3 separate regions of the Zea mays genome follow, and regions 1 and 3 are each linked to region 2. A link is a contact called in public Hi-C data. All regions are on one chromosome and are shown on one strand. Each heading gives the region's core, a stretch centred on a gene start, on an enhancer-like site or on the middle of the called end of the contact. The rest is flanking DNA. Distances are from core to core; before and after follow the strand shown.

The links. Hi-C and Micro-C count contacts between places; a contact is called where the count stands out from the background.
Region 1: a contact with region 2 is called in a Hi-C map of leaf, with 1.9 times the contacts expected there. The contact joins the promoter of LOC103646270 here to the promoter of LOC103646271 in region 2. A contact is called at or near these places in 4 of 25 Hi-C or Micro-C datasets (ear and leaf).
Region 3: a contact with region 2 is called in a Hi-C map of leaf, with 4 times the contacts expected there. The contact joins the promoter of LOC103648545 here to the promoter of LOC103646271 in region 2. A contact is called at or near these places in 9 of 25 Hi-C or Micro-C datasets (bundle sheath, ear, endosperm and 4 more) and 1 of 3 datasets of contacts at active chromatin or transcription factors (leaf).

Annotation. Positions count from the first base shown.
Region 1 is chr2:34,132,651-34,136,934 of Zm-B73-REFERENCE-NAM-5.0, reverse strand. LOC103646270 (zinc finger protein CONSTANS-LIKE 3) reads left to right here and starts at 2,222. Exons shown (of 2, transcript XM_008670997.3): 1 at 2,222-3,419; 2 at 3,578-4,160. The coding sequence starts at 2,799. The coding sequence ends at 3,919.
Region 2 is chr2:34,297,862-34,301,893 of Zm-B73-REFERENCE-NAM-5.0, reverse strand. LOC103646271 (mitochondrial proton/calcium exchanger protein) reads right to left here and starts at 1,618. Exons shown (of 15, transcript XM_008670998.2): 1 at 1,235-1,618.
Region 3 is chr2:34,058,716-34,062,861 of Zm-B73-REFERENCE-NAM-5.0, reverse strand. LOC103648545 (VAN3-binding protein) reads left to right here and starts at 1,445. Exons shown (of 8, transcript XM_008672995.3): 1 at 1,445-1,530; 2 at 1,611-2,036; 3 at 2,129-2,206; 4 at 2,320-2,388; 5 at 2,728-3,091; 6 at 3,180-3,356; 7 at 3,439-3,552; 8 at 3,664-4,052. The coding sequence starts at 1,842. The coding sequence ends at 3,881.

The DNA of each region.
Region 1 (4,284 bases), core at 973-3,472, 170 kb after region 2:
TTATAGTAGTAAGGATTGTGTACAAAAAAGTCATCATCTTTAGACTTTGTTTAGTTATGTATTGATTGTTATCAAAAAAAATTTGTGCGATATTGAGGTCGATAATAAATATAATGTTCGTTTTTATGTAATCATTGTGCACTAACATTTTGTCGAATATTTTATATGTCTTTGCAACGCACATGCACCTAACTATAACAAAATTTATGTATGGCTAGGATCACAAATGAATTACAAAATATTATCTTCTAACAATATAACACACATTTATCGTGGTATTATATACTTCCGTTGCAACGCACATGCACTCATCTAGTAAAAGATTAAGGATTTAGACACAACCAACGCAAATCAGATTATTGGACAGCTCATCTAAAAGCGCTTACAGTAGAAGCTCATAATACACACGACCAATGAGTGGCTCGCGTCTGCTGAGAGAAGCGGGTGCATTTCTTCTCCTTGGATCCTCAATTCCTTTCAATTGAAGCAATGGCCCTTATGATTTGTTCGGCCCTCCATTCCCTCTGATTAAGCGGGGCGCATAACGTGTTTGTACTTTTATTTTCTAAACAATTTGTACACAAACCAAGGCAACATGTTTGGATTTACATGTTCGTTTGAAGTATACAGTCGACAAATTTTTTCAACATATAGGTTACCAAACACCTAGATTCTTAGCAGCCAACTTTTCTCCGCAGTCAGCTTCCCTCCACAACTAGCTTCTCAGAAAAGCTCTTCGGAAAAGCTGATCCAAACAGACTTATAGTGTTGGTCCAACTCACAGTCATTGTATGGGAGCGAAACATCTCTTCAGATTTGTTAATAACACAAAGGATCTTGGTTTATTTTTTTAAGAAAAACATGATCCTGATATGAATGGAATGTTGATGTTGGCTACTTTTGTGATCCCCATAATACCATATGTCCATATCCCAATGAGATTTGCACTCTTACATGGTGGTACAACTATTTCATGAAAGTCTCTTAAATATATTCTGACTACGGTCTCCACTAATCATTTTAAAATTGTTACACTCTACAAGACACCATGTGCATGGCTTCGCAAAATGATTAACCATCTACAATAGTCATGTGGTATTGGTTCAGTATAATCATCTGCGACTATACACGAAGATAGTTTTGCTTGTGGTACACAAATGCATATAGGTTACATAAAGAGCAATATCATCAAGCATATTGCTCATAAGTTGTTATATCCCACGATTACAAGAAAGTGAAGAAATAAATATGACGGGTCTCCAAAACGAGGTACCCAAAGTAGGCCTAGAACTTATGGCGGCCCATCAAGGAATAAGGCCGAGCAACTCTGTGAGACGGACAGGCCGACCAACTCTCACCAAGGGCCCATTGATAAAATAGTGTGATGGACTTTTTCATAAAATAGATTTACAAATAAAGTGGACCTTCTCACAAAAAATTAAAGTTAAAGTGAACATATGACCCATACATCTGATATTTAATTTTAGATGCTATACTTTATCTTAGCTAGAAGATCGAGAAAGATATAAGTTGAAAAAGAAATTTAACCATTTTTATTTTAAATAGCGAGGTGGTATTATCTAGAAGTGATGTGCAGATTGTGGCTTCGTGTCGTGTTGGCCGTATGTGTTTTCTCGTGGTCCATCTAAGAGGTAACAACCCACGTCACTTAACGACACACGATGATGATGGACCACAGGTTTAATTTATGTATTTGGTAATTTAGTAACTAAAATAAAAATATAAGCACGTTAAATATAAAAATAGGAGGGAGTACAACTTCTTTGCCCATGTCGTCGTATTGCCACCAGCTCAATAGCAAGCGGAGGCGCTGCGCTGCGTCTATTGTGGAATCTTAAAGCGCTCGAATGACATTTGAAAATTCAGGCTGGAGTTGGTATAGCCGCAACGAAAAATGATGTAAAAATGAGTTTTGCATTCGCGTTCATGTTAAAACTTGCTACGTGTTCTGTTCAGGTCGAGCCCGCCTAGCGTCACACCGTCCGGGAAACCACGACCTAGAGCCTAGATCCTAGAGGACGGAAGCCCTGGATGAGATGGCAAACATCATCTCGAGACTCATCAACCGGCTCACGACCGTCATCATTCAGGCTGCACGCCCTTCTCGATAAGCTTTGTGCCTCCGTGAGTCCATTTTTCAAGAACAGCCCGGGTCGCTGGCATGGCCGGCGCCCGGCGGAGAGCGTCCATTTTTAGCATGGCCGGAGAGCATCCATTTTTTATTAGTAGATAAGAGCGAGATCGCGGGGGCCAACGGCTCGGTGCCAACTGTCGCCGGTGTGGCCCGCACGGCGCGAATCGCCCGACAACTCGGGCGCTGCCGCGGCCCCTCTGTCCCCGTCGCATCCCACCCACTTGCCATGTCACGACGGCCGCCAGCGACAGCGACGAGCTCGTCACAGCCTTCCGCCGCGATCGCGACGCCACTGCTGTGGAATCGTCGAGGCTTGATTCACCGCGCGCGCACGGCACGGACGTCCGGCCGCTGCAGCGTTTTAACTGCGCACGACACGGGCCCGGGACGCAACCCGATGAGGTGAGGAGGCGCACGGGCACAGGCACAGGCACGGGCGAACAAATTGACCCGGGAGCCGGGACGGCGACTTCCGTGGTCAGTCGGTCCTCCACGTCGCTCGTTCGCGCCGAAGACCCGCCCAGGCCGCCCCACACGGCCACAGCTCAAATCCTGAGCAGAGTGGGAAAGCTTGGCTGAGAATCGCTTCGTCCCGACAGCCACTACTAGGAATTGCCGAGCGAGCGAGCTTGCGCCGTGCGCGATGGAGGGTGACGAGAAGTCGGCGGGCGGGGCCCCTGCTTACTGGGGCCTGGGCGCGCGGCCCTGCGACGCGTGCGGCGCCGAGGCGGCGCGCCTCTACTGCCGCGCGGACGCGGCGTTCCTGTGCGCCGGGTGCGACGCGCGGGCGCACGGCGCCGGGTCGCGCCACGCGCGGGTCTGGCTCTGCGAGGTCTGCGAGCACGCGCCGGCGGCGGTCACGTGCCGCGCGGACGCTGCCGCGCTCTGCGCCTCCTGCGACGCCGACATCCACTCGGCGAACCCGCTCGCGCGCCGCCACGAGCGCCTCCACGTGGCGCCCTTCTTCGGCGCGCTGGCCGACGCGCCCAAGCCCTTCGCCTCGGCGGCGCCGCCCAAAGCAACCGACGACGACGGGAGCAACGAGGACGAGGCGGCGTCGTGGCTCCTCCCCGAGCCCGACCACGGGCAGAAAGAAGGCGCCACGACGGAGGTGTTCTTCGCGGACTCTGACCCGTACCTCGACCTCGACTTCGCGCGTTCCATGGACGAAATCAAGACCATCGGCGTCCAGCAGAGCGGGTCACCAGAGCTCGACCTCGCCGGCACCAAGCTCTTCTACTCCGATCACTCCGTGAACCACAGTGTGAGCTAGCATCTCTGATCTGGGCACTATCTATTTATCTATCATTCTATCTACGCACGTCCCAGCACTACTTACTTGAAGTTGAAGTTAAGCCATGACGTGACGTCCTATATCTCACTCTCAGTGTTCTGAAAATAAAGACACGGATACGATTGCAGGTGTCATCGTCGGAGGCAGCGGTTGTGCCCGACGCGGCGTCTGGCATGGCGCCCATGGTGGCAGTGGTCAGCAGGGGCCTGGAGCGAGAGGCGCGGCTGATGCGGTACCGGGAGAAGCGCAAGAGCAGGCGGTTCGAGAAGACGATCCGGTACGCGTCCCGCAAGGCGTACGCGGAGACGCGGCCGCGCATCAAGGGCCGGTTCGCCAAGCGCACGCCCGGGGCTGGGGAGGACACGCTGGAGGAGCACGAGGAGATGTACTCCTCCGCCGCTGCCGCCGTGGCTGCGCTCATGGCCCCCGGCGGAGCCGATGCGGACTACGGCGTCGTGCCCACATATTGATCTATGCAATTGCAACGCCGACATGTACACTAGTTAGCCTCGTGCTCTGGGGCTGTAATTTTTGCTGCATGCATTGCATGCAAAGCTCTTATTGATTGCCTGTATGATTAACGGAAGCCATTACAAGCAAGGACTTCCTCCCTCCTTTTCAATTCCTATGTATATTACTATCATCACTACGAGCTGCTAATCTGCATCTTTTTATTCTTAGTAATTACTTAAACAAGATGGTCTTTCTTGAGTGTTCTATTTCTATATATGCACTCTCAGCTGTCACTGGACAGAGAGATGTGATGAGTCAATTGGGATGTTTTTCCGTAAATTGGGATGTTGTAAGCCTCCAGGCAAGAAGCAACCAGGACAGC
Region 2 (4,032 bases), core at 369-2,868:
AGCCATATATAGCTGATTCGGAGCCCAAGTTGACGGCAGAGAATCTGATCTGCTAACAGAGATTATAGCACGCATGGCCTTGCGCAAAAGCAATAATACTTATAATCCCTTCGATATAAATATACAGCTAGTTCCCAGACAAGATTGTTTCACCTTATCGGCACATGCCCCGGGAAGCTTGCTTAGCCAGGAGAGCTATTTTAGCTCTCTGCGGGTGTCAGGTAGCAAGGGGAAATGCTGGCAATCCTAGCCAAACATCCAAACACAGCAGGAGAAGATCAAATCCTTGCCCAGCAAGAATAGGTGAAGAACCAAATGTGCCCATAATTGCACAATACAATCATCAGAACGGAACTAGATCATAAGTTTGATAAAGGCCATTCAAATACTGCCAGTAGAATTACCAATCCTCCACAAAGCAAACAGGTTCTTAAAATAGAATAATCATCCACCTCATATATAAACTTCAAACCATATGAAAACCTCAATTCTAATGTCATACAGATTGGGGACATTCAACCCAACAAATGATGCAACATACTACTGACCATTTTGAGCATGGCTGCTATACATCAGTTGCCCCATCTGAAATCCAGATGTCTGGATTGCGAACAAGGAACAACCTCGCTTGTTCCTTTTTAGGGAATGGCCAGAGGGAAATGCAGCCCCCTGCACCTAATCTGGTTCTTGCTTGTTAATACAGTAAAAAGACCTATTTCAAGTATGTAAAGTAAATTAACATTTCATCTAAAAACGCCAACTATAAAAAACAAACTGCATCTAGAATATGCATTCTGTCTCATCAACAACACTTCAAACGTGTCTGTATAGAAAAATACATAGTAGATGCTTTAGAAGATTCAACAAGGTTGCGGGACAATTCATCTACATCACCAATTCTAAATAGAACTCGTCATGTAAGTGTTCATATAAGTGTATATGAAAGCCTGACATCTAAAACCATCATGTTCAGATTTCAGATACCCTACGAGGCCTAGCAACTGATTTCGCTGCATTCATTTCCGGTCAAACCATTCCGTGAGATCAGAGCTACTCACGAAACAAACCCTACAGCGTAATCAGTGTATCCTAGCACCATATAATCTCTGCGACCGCAGCAGCTCTGAACCCGAATGCATCACTAACGGATTCCAGGATGAATGGAGAGAGTGAGGGAAGGGTAGGGAAGATGCGGCCCGATCGAAGGAACCGATCGGGAGGGGCGGCCACTCACCGTGGCGCTGGTGGAGGCGGGAGATCGGCCGGGAGTCGGACCCCGTCGCGGCGGCTGCGCTGGTTGCGGGGACGGGTTGGATCGGAGCGAGGTGGGATTTTCCGGGAGGCAGTGGACTGCCGCGGAAGAGGGGTGGGATGGTTGCTTGCGCGCAGCCTGCGTGGGAAACTACCAAATTGCTGGAAATGTCGCCGATTGGGGAATGAGATCATGAGAGGACTGAGACTGAGGGTGGAAAGGAGCGACACAAGCGTCTCGCCGCAAAGTGACTGCCTGCGACTCTGCGAGTGTAGTGGAAGGCAGGGAAGCCGTCGAGATTGAACTCGCTATCCCACATAGGTCTAGTTTGGGCCTAGTTTGGGTACTCTAGTAATGAGTGGGATTGAAGTGGATTGAGATGTATTGAGAGTATTTGATCTATTAGAGATTTACACCCTTTCCAATCCCTCCAAAACACTCTAATCCCAAAGTATTCAAACTAGGCCTTATGCAACTCTAAATTTCTACTCTAAAAAATATTATATTCTTATTATCAAACTTTTTAAATTTGTAACATAATCCTCCACGATCATATTTACTTCATATCTTAACTCTATATCAACTACCATGTATTATTTCATTTTTTATTTGTCTTTCGTACACATGCGACTGTTGCATAGAGTTGAATCTTGTCGGCGTTTCGAGACCGGGGGTCCCTGGGCCGACGAGTGAGAATGTCGCCGCGTGCCCCAGCCCAGATGGGTCGGCGCGAGGCCGAGCGCGAAGGGGGGAAGAAAGCGTGAGAGAGGTGGAAATCCTGCGGCCTTCGTGTTCGTCCCGCGCTCAAGTCGGGTGCGCTTGCAGTAGGGGGTTACAAGCGTTCCACGCGGGAGGGAGCGAGCGGCCTCACGCGAGCGCCAGTCCCGTCCTCTTCCCCGCGCGGCCAACCCTCTCTAAGAGGGCCCTGGTCCTTCCTTTTATAGACGTAAGGAGAGGATCCAGGTGTACAATTGGGGTGTAGCAGAGTGCTAATGTGTCTAGCGGATGAGAGCTAACGCCCTAAGTACATGCCATCATGGCAGCCGGAGAGGTTTTAGCACCCGGTTCGTGTGGTGTCGTGGCCGTCGGAGGAGCGCTGGAGCCTGGCGGAAGGACAGCTGTCGGGGCTGTTGAGTCCTTGCTGACGTCCTCTTGCTTCCGTAAGGGGGTTGAGAGCCACCGTCGTCAGAGAGCGTGCGGGGTGCCATCATTACTTGTCTGGCGGAGCGAGCCAGATGAGACACCGGTCTTGTTCCCCGTAGCCTGAGTCAGCTTGGGGTAGGGTAATGATGGCGCCTCCTGTTGACGTGGTCGGTCCGCGCCCTAGGTTGGGCGATGTGGAGGCTCCTCCGAGGTCGAGGTCGAGTCTGTCTTCCGTGGCCGAGGTCGAGTCCGAGCCCCTGGGTCGGGCGAGGCGGATACCGTCGGCTGAGGCCAGGGCTGAGTCCGAGCCCTAGGGTCGGGCGAAGCGGAGTTCGTCGTCTTCTGGGGCTGAGCCCGAGTCCGAGCCCTGGGTCGGGCGGAGCGGAGTTCGCCGTCTTCTGGGGCTGAGCCCAAGTCCGAGCCCTAGGTCGGGCGGATCGGAGTTCGCCGTCTTCCGGGGCTAAGCCCAAGTCCGAGCCCTGGGTCGGGCGGAGCGGAGTTCGCCGTCTTCCGGGGCTGAGCCCAAGTCCGAGCCCTAGGTCGGGCGGAGCGGAGTTCGCCGTCTTCCGGGGCTGAGCCCGAGTCCGAGCCCTGGGTCGGGCGGAGCGGAGTTCGCCGTCTTCCGGGGCTGAGCCCAAGTCCGAGCCCTGGGTCGGGCGGAGCGGAGTTTCCTATGGTGCCTGAGGCCGGGCCTGACTGCCTGTCAGCCTCACTCTGTCGAGCGGCACAGCAGTCGGAGCGGCGCAGGCGGCGCTGTCCTTCTGTCAGGTCGGTCAGTGGAGCGGCGAAGTGACTGTGGTCACTTCGGCTCTGTCGACTGGAGGACGCGCGTCAGGATAAAGGTGTCAGGCCACCTTTGCATTAAATGCCCCTGCGATTTGGTCGGTTGGCGTGGCGATTCGGCCAGGGTTGCTTCTTGGCGAAGACTGGGCCTCGGGCGAGCCAGAAGTATGTTCGTCGCCGGAGGGGGCCTCGGGCGAGACGGAGATCCTCCGGGGTCGGCTGCCCTTGCCCGAGGCTAGGCTCGGGCGAGGCGTGATCGAGTCTCTCGAATGGACCGATCCCTGACTTAGTCGCACCCATCAGGCCTTTGCAGCTTTGTGCTGATGGGGGTTACCAGCTGAGAATTAGGAGCCTTGAGGGTACCCCTAATTATGGTCCCCGACAGTAGCCCCCGAGCCTCGAAGGGAGTGTTAATACTCGCTTGGAGGCTTTTGTCGCACTTTTTTGCAAGGGGACCAGCCTTTCTCGGTTGCGTTTTATTCCGGTGGGTGCGCGCGAGCGCACCCGCCGGGTGTAGCCTCCGAGGCCTCGGAGGAGTGGTTTGACTCCTCCGAGGTCTTAATGCCTCGCGCAATGCTTCGGTTGGTCTGGTTGTTCCCCTCATGCGAGCTGGTCGTAGCCCGGGTGCACGGTCGGGTCCCAAGTTCTCGGGCTGGTATGTTGACGCTGTCAACGGTTTGGCCGGAGCCGGGTTTGCGAGAGCAGCCCCCGAGCCTCTGTACAGGGCGAGAGGACGGTCAGGGACAGACTCGACTTTTTTACATACGCCCTTGCGTCGCCTTTCCGCAAGGAGGAGGGGGGAGAGCGCTATGTTGCCCTCGGAGGGCGCCGAACATGGTGTCTCTGGTGAGCTG
Region 3 (4,146 bases), core at 196-2,695, 240 kb after region 2:
TGCCCGTTGCCTGGTAAAAGAAGCGGACTGCTTTGTCATCTGGGGTTCCATCAAAGAAAACAACGATAGTGATTCAGTAGCTCATTGGCCTTCTAGCTCAACGAGCATATTTCTTAGCCCATCTTGTTGATGTTAAGAGTTACAATGTAGGTCAGGAATTTGTTCCTCATCTCGTTCCAATGGATATCTTGTCATGAGGCTCAAAAAACCTGAAGTTTTAGCTGAGTTACCTAATGGGCATGGGCCCCTTGAACAAGAATGTCTCCAGCAACCATAGTGCCCAAGGAATTGACATTCTATTTTCCTTTTCTCAAAGGCTAATAAGAAAAGCAGTGGCAAGAACTGCACGCCGCCAAACTAACATGATTTCAGCTCCCCCTCCCTGAAAATTCCCCGCGAGAGCCTTCAAGAATCCGCAGCCCTACTTTACACCCAAAAAGGGGGCGTGATAAACATAATCTAGAGTTCTACATATCTAGCAAAATTTTCAAAAAGGTGAATGATTGGCAGACTGGTTAGATCGAGGCCTGACACATGATATATACAAGAATAAACAAGGCTTAAGAAGCTTCAGTAGGAATGCTGTTTAGGCAGCAGTGGATGGCCGAGGTTCAGTAGCTATGTGTTTGGTTGGCTGCATCAGCAGAGCTAGACTCCTCACATGCATTGACTACAGTTAAGCGCATGTTTGGTTCGCTGCCTCTAGGAAGCTAGGTGCGCATGCACTGGTACAGTCTAAGCTTATTTCATTGCATCAACAGATACATAGGAATCGGCCGTATCCCGCACGACATGATTGGGCGAGCCTGCATGCGCCCGCGCATGCATCCAATCATATGTTAGGGCGGTGATTGGATGCCTGGGTACGTGCAGCCGGGCTTGCGCGAGCTTGGCCCAGCACATACGTCACTTCCATGCGTATCCACCAATGCAGGTAAAAAGCTCCCGCAAAGACTGAGATGCACCGGTGCATGCAGGTCTAAATATTTGTATGCGGGCAACCTAACACGCGCGGAGGTCTAGTCAACGCATGCAGCGAGCCAGCCTTCCAACATACGCCCAACCAAACACACGGTAGGTGAACCTATCGAGGCCTAACATTTTACATCATTGATTTTATTTGGGAGCACGGGACACCCTGCCTGGTGCTATGGCCTATGGTAGTTTCCGGAGCATTCTTTTCTGCTTCTTTTTTTCCCATTGCACAAGTGGCAGCCCAACACCTCATGTTCTCCTCGCCTTTTTACTCGGTTTGATTTACAATAAAGTACACTTATTAGATCATTGCGTCGAACCGCTAAGCATCTCCTCTTTGCATTAGCGTTTTTTTTTGGCGACGGCAATATAAAATCCGGCACCGGAAAAGTGTGTGCTCAGATTCTAGGACGGTTATCATGCCGCCAGTTTTCTATGGCCAAGGCTACCACAGGTGGTGCCCATTTCGATTCCGACTTCTTTGTGTGTGTGCACCTAAAGCATACTCGAAGCTCATGATCTAGTCCACTCCGATCCTTCCCCTCTCGCCAGAAGGTGTACTAATACGCTTGTTTATCTGAGTACTTGTAGTTTTTTACGCGCTGCCTTTCCCAGTGACACCTGCGCTGTCTCAGGGTTTTACAGCTAAAAGTTGGCTCTGGTGGTTGGGGTGATTCGATCATGGATCTGGTGCTCCTATACTACGACATTCTTTGCGGCTGCAGGCTGTGCATCAGAAACACCAGAAGGGCTGCACCACACTGCACAGCTACCAAGAGTGGCGTCCACTGTATAATGTATATAAATCTCTGACCCGAGTTGCTTCTAATTAAGGGAACTAGCTTGGCTTCTGCCCTGCCGTAGCCATGGAAGCAGACCTCGAGAGAGGCCTGATTGTGTATGAAGAGCCGGGTCCAGAGCCGACGGACCTGCTCTCCAGCGCGTGGTGCAGCTCGGCAGCTATCCGAGTGCTTCACGCGGGACCCAAGGACGAGTGCTCCATGGCGCTGGTGGAGCACCCGGTCATGGCGCTTGGCAGCGGCAGGAGCGACGTGTTGGCGGTAAGTGCAGATTCAGAACCGTAGCTAATGGTATGGTATGTCCTATGTCGTGTTGTGTGCCAACCTATCTCTATCATCCCCGTGGTTTGCAGAAGAGTGGTCGTAGTCGTAGCTTGGTGGCTGACAGCAGCGGTTTCAGCACGGCCCAGTGGAAATATGATGATCTGAAGGTACGCACGCAGTTCGTGCGAGAGTAGAGTAGGATGTTCAAATATTCATGCCCAAACTCTTTGTAGCCTTCACTCGAGTTTTTACCTGACTATAGCGCTGTTCCTTTTTCCAGTCGTGGCTATGGCTGCAGAAGGCAATTCATCCCGAACTGGACTACGATCTCTGCCTCAAGAAGAAATGGGTGAGTGAAAGGAGGCGTATTACAAAACATGCATGATTCCCTGACAAACGCGCTGCAAAAAATCTCGAGCTGCAGAGATGATTTACATGCTCTCATCTAAAACCATCCAGATCATCTCCATGTCCTGTATCCAATTGATTTTGATTGGCATGTTCTGGGAAAGATAACGATTTCAGTTGCATCCTCCTGACCAGCATCAGCTGTGTGCCCCGTATCTTTGTTTCCAATCACCTCTTTTGAAAACCTTATTAAGAAACATTAACTGGGGAGATATGCTTGAACTGGGACCGAGGAAATCGTGAGATATTCTTGTTACTATCTTCTGCACTTGGCGTGCAGCTCCCGCGCAAGATGGCTGCGTGGAACGGGACCTCGCTCAAGAAATGGGTCAAGGAGCGGAAGCAGAGGCGCAAGGAGGAGGCGCGCCTGCAGCGGGCCGAGGTCCACGCGGCCGTGTCCGTGGCCGGCGTCGCGGCCGCGCTGGCCGCCGTCGCCGCGGAGAACGCTGCCGCCGCGCCGCGCCGCGCGCCCGGGACGAGGGAGACGGCGGTGGCGTCCGCGGCCGCGCTCGTCGCGGCGCAGTGCGCCAAGGCGGCCGAGGCCGCGGGTGCCTCGCGCGGCCAGGTCGCGGCGGCCGTCGACGCCGCCAGGGCCTCCACGGACGCCGGCAGCGTCATCACGCTCACCGCGGCCGCGGCCACCTGTACGTGTCTCGCTCTCTCGCTTTTCCCGGAACTCTCAGCGTGATCATCTGACGACTGTCTAGCACTGGCATGTCGTGTGTGCCACAGCGCTGCGTGGCGCCGCGACGCTGAGGGGACGGCGCAGCTGCGGGCACGGGCAGAACGAGAGGGCGGAGCACGCGGGGCCGGCGCTGTCGCGGGACGACCTCGACTTCGACTTGAACCACGCGAGGTCCAGGGCGGCGCTGGCCAAGGGCGACGAGATGCTCGTCGCGATGCCGGACGGTGAGTGACGCCGCGATGCACCACGTCGCTTTGCATGCACGCGAAACTGAACGGTTCTCTCTGTTGGCACGCCGCCCTGCAGGGAAGTGGAAGCTCCACACGGTGTCGGCGGCGTCGAACAAGCGCGGCGAGATCGTGCTGCGGATCAAGAAGACGAGCCTCGTCGTCATGGCCCCCTTCTCCCACGCAAAAGAAAGTTAGCAAACCGGCGCGGTCGTCTCGTTGGCTCGTTGCATGTCTCCTCTTGTTTTCTTCTCGGACGGATCCAACTGACCAAACGGCCACCTGCTCACTCACGCGCCCGCAGGTGTGGTCCGCGACGTGCGGGCGTGCGGCCCGGAGAAGCCGAGCCACGACGAGGGCGCGACATACGCGGTGGAGGTCTCCACGGACAAGGGCAAGGTGGAGCTCCGCGCGGACGACTACGGGGTGTACAAGCGGTGGGTCGGAACGCTGAGCCACATGCTCGTCATGTCCACCGCCGTCTCCGTCTCCGCCAGGCACGCGCCGCCGCGCCGAGACTGACCCACCGGTGGTGCGGCCTCTCGCTCGAAGCAATGGCCCCCGCGCATCGTGACGTGAACGAAAACGTCGATCCCATGTGTATTGGTGTACTACCCATGAACTCTGTGTATGAGTAGCAGTATCAGCACTGCGACTGCAACCAAAGATTAATTGAGAGATTGTTTAAAATTCTTTGTGTTCGCAACCTCGCATCGTTTTCCTCGCTTCTTTCTAGACGGTATTTCCGTATAAAAGAAGATAGTGTACCACAAGATCGACGACGACA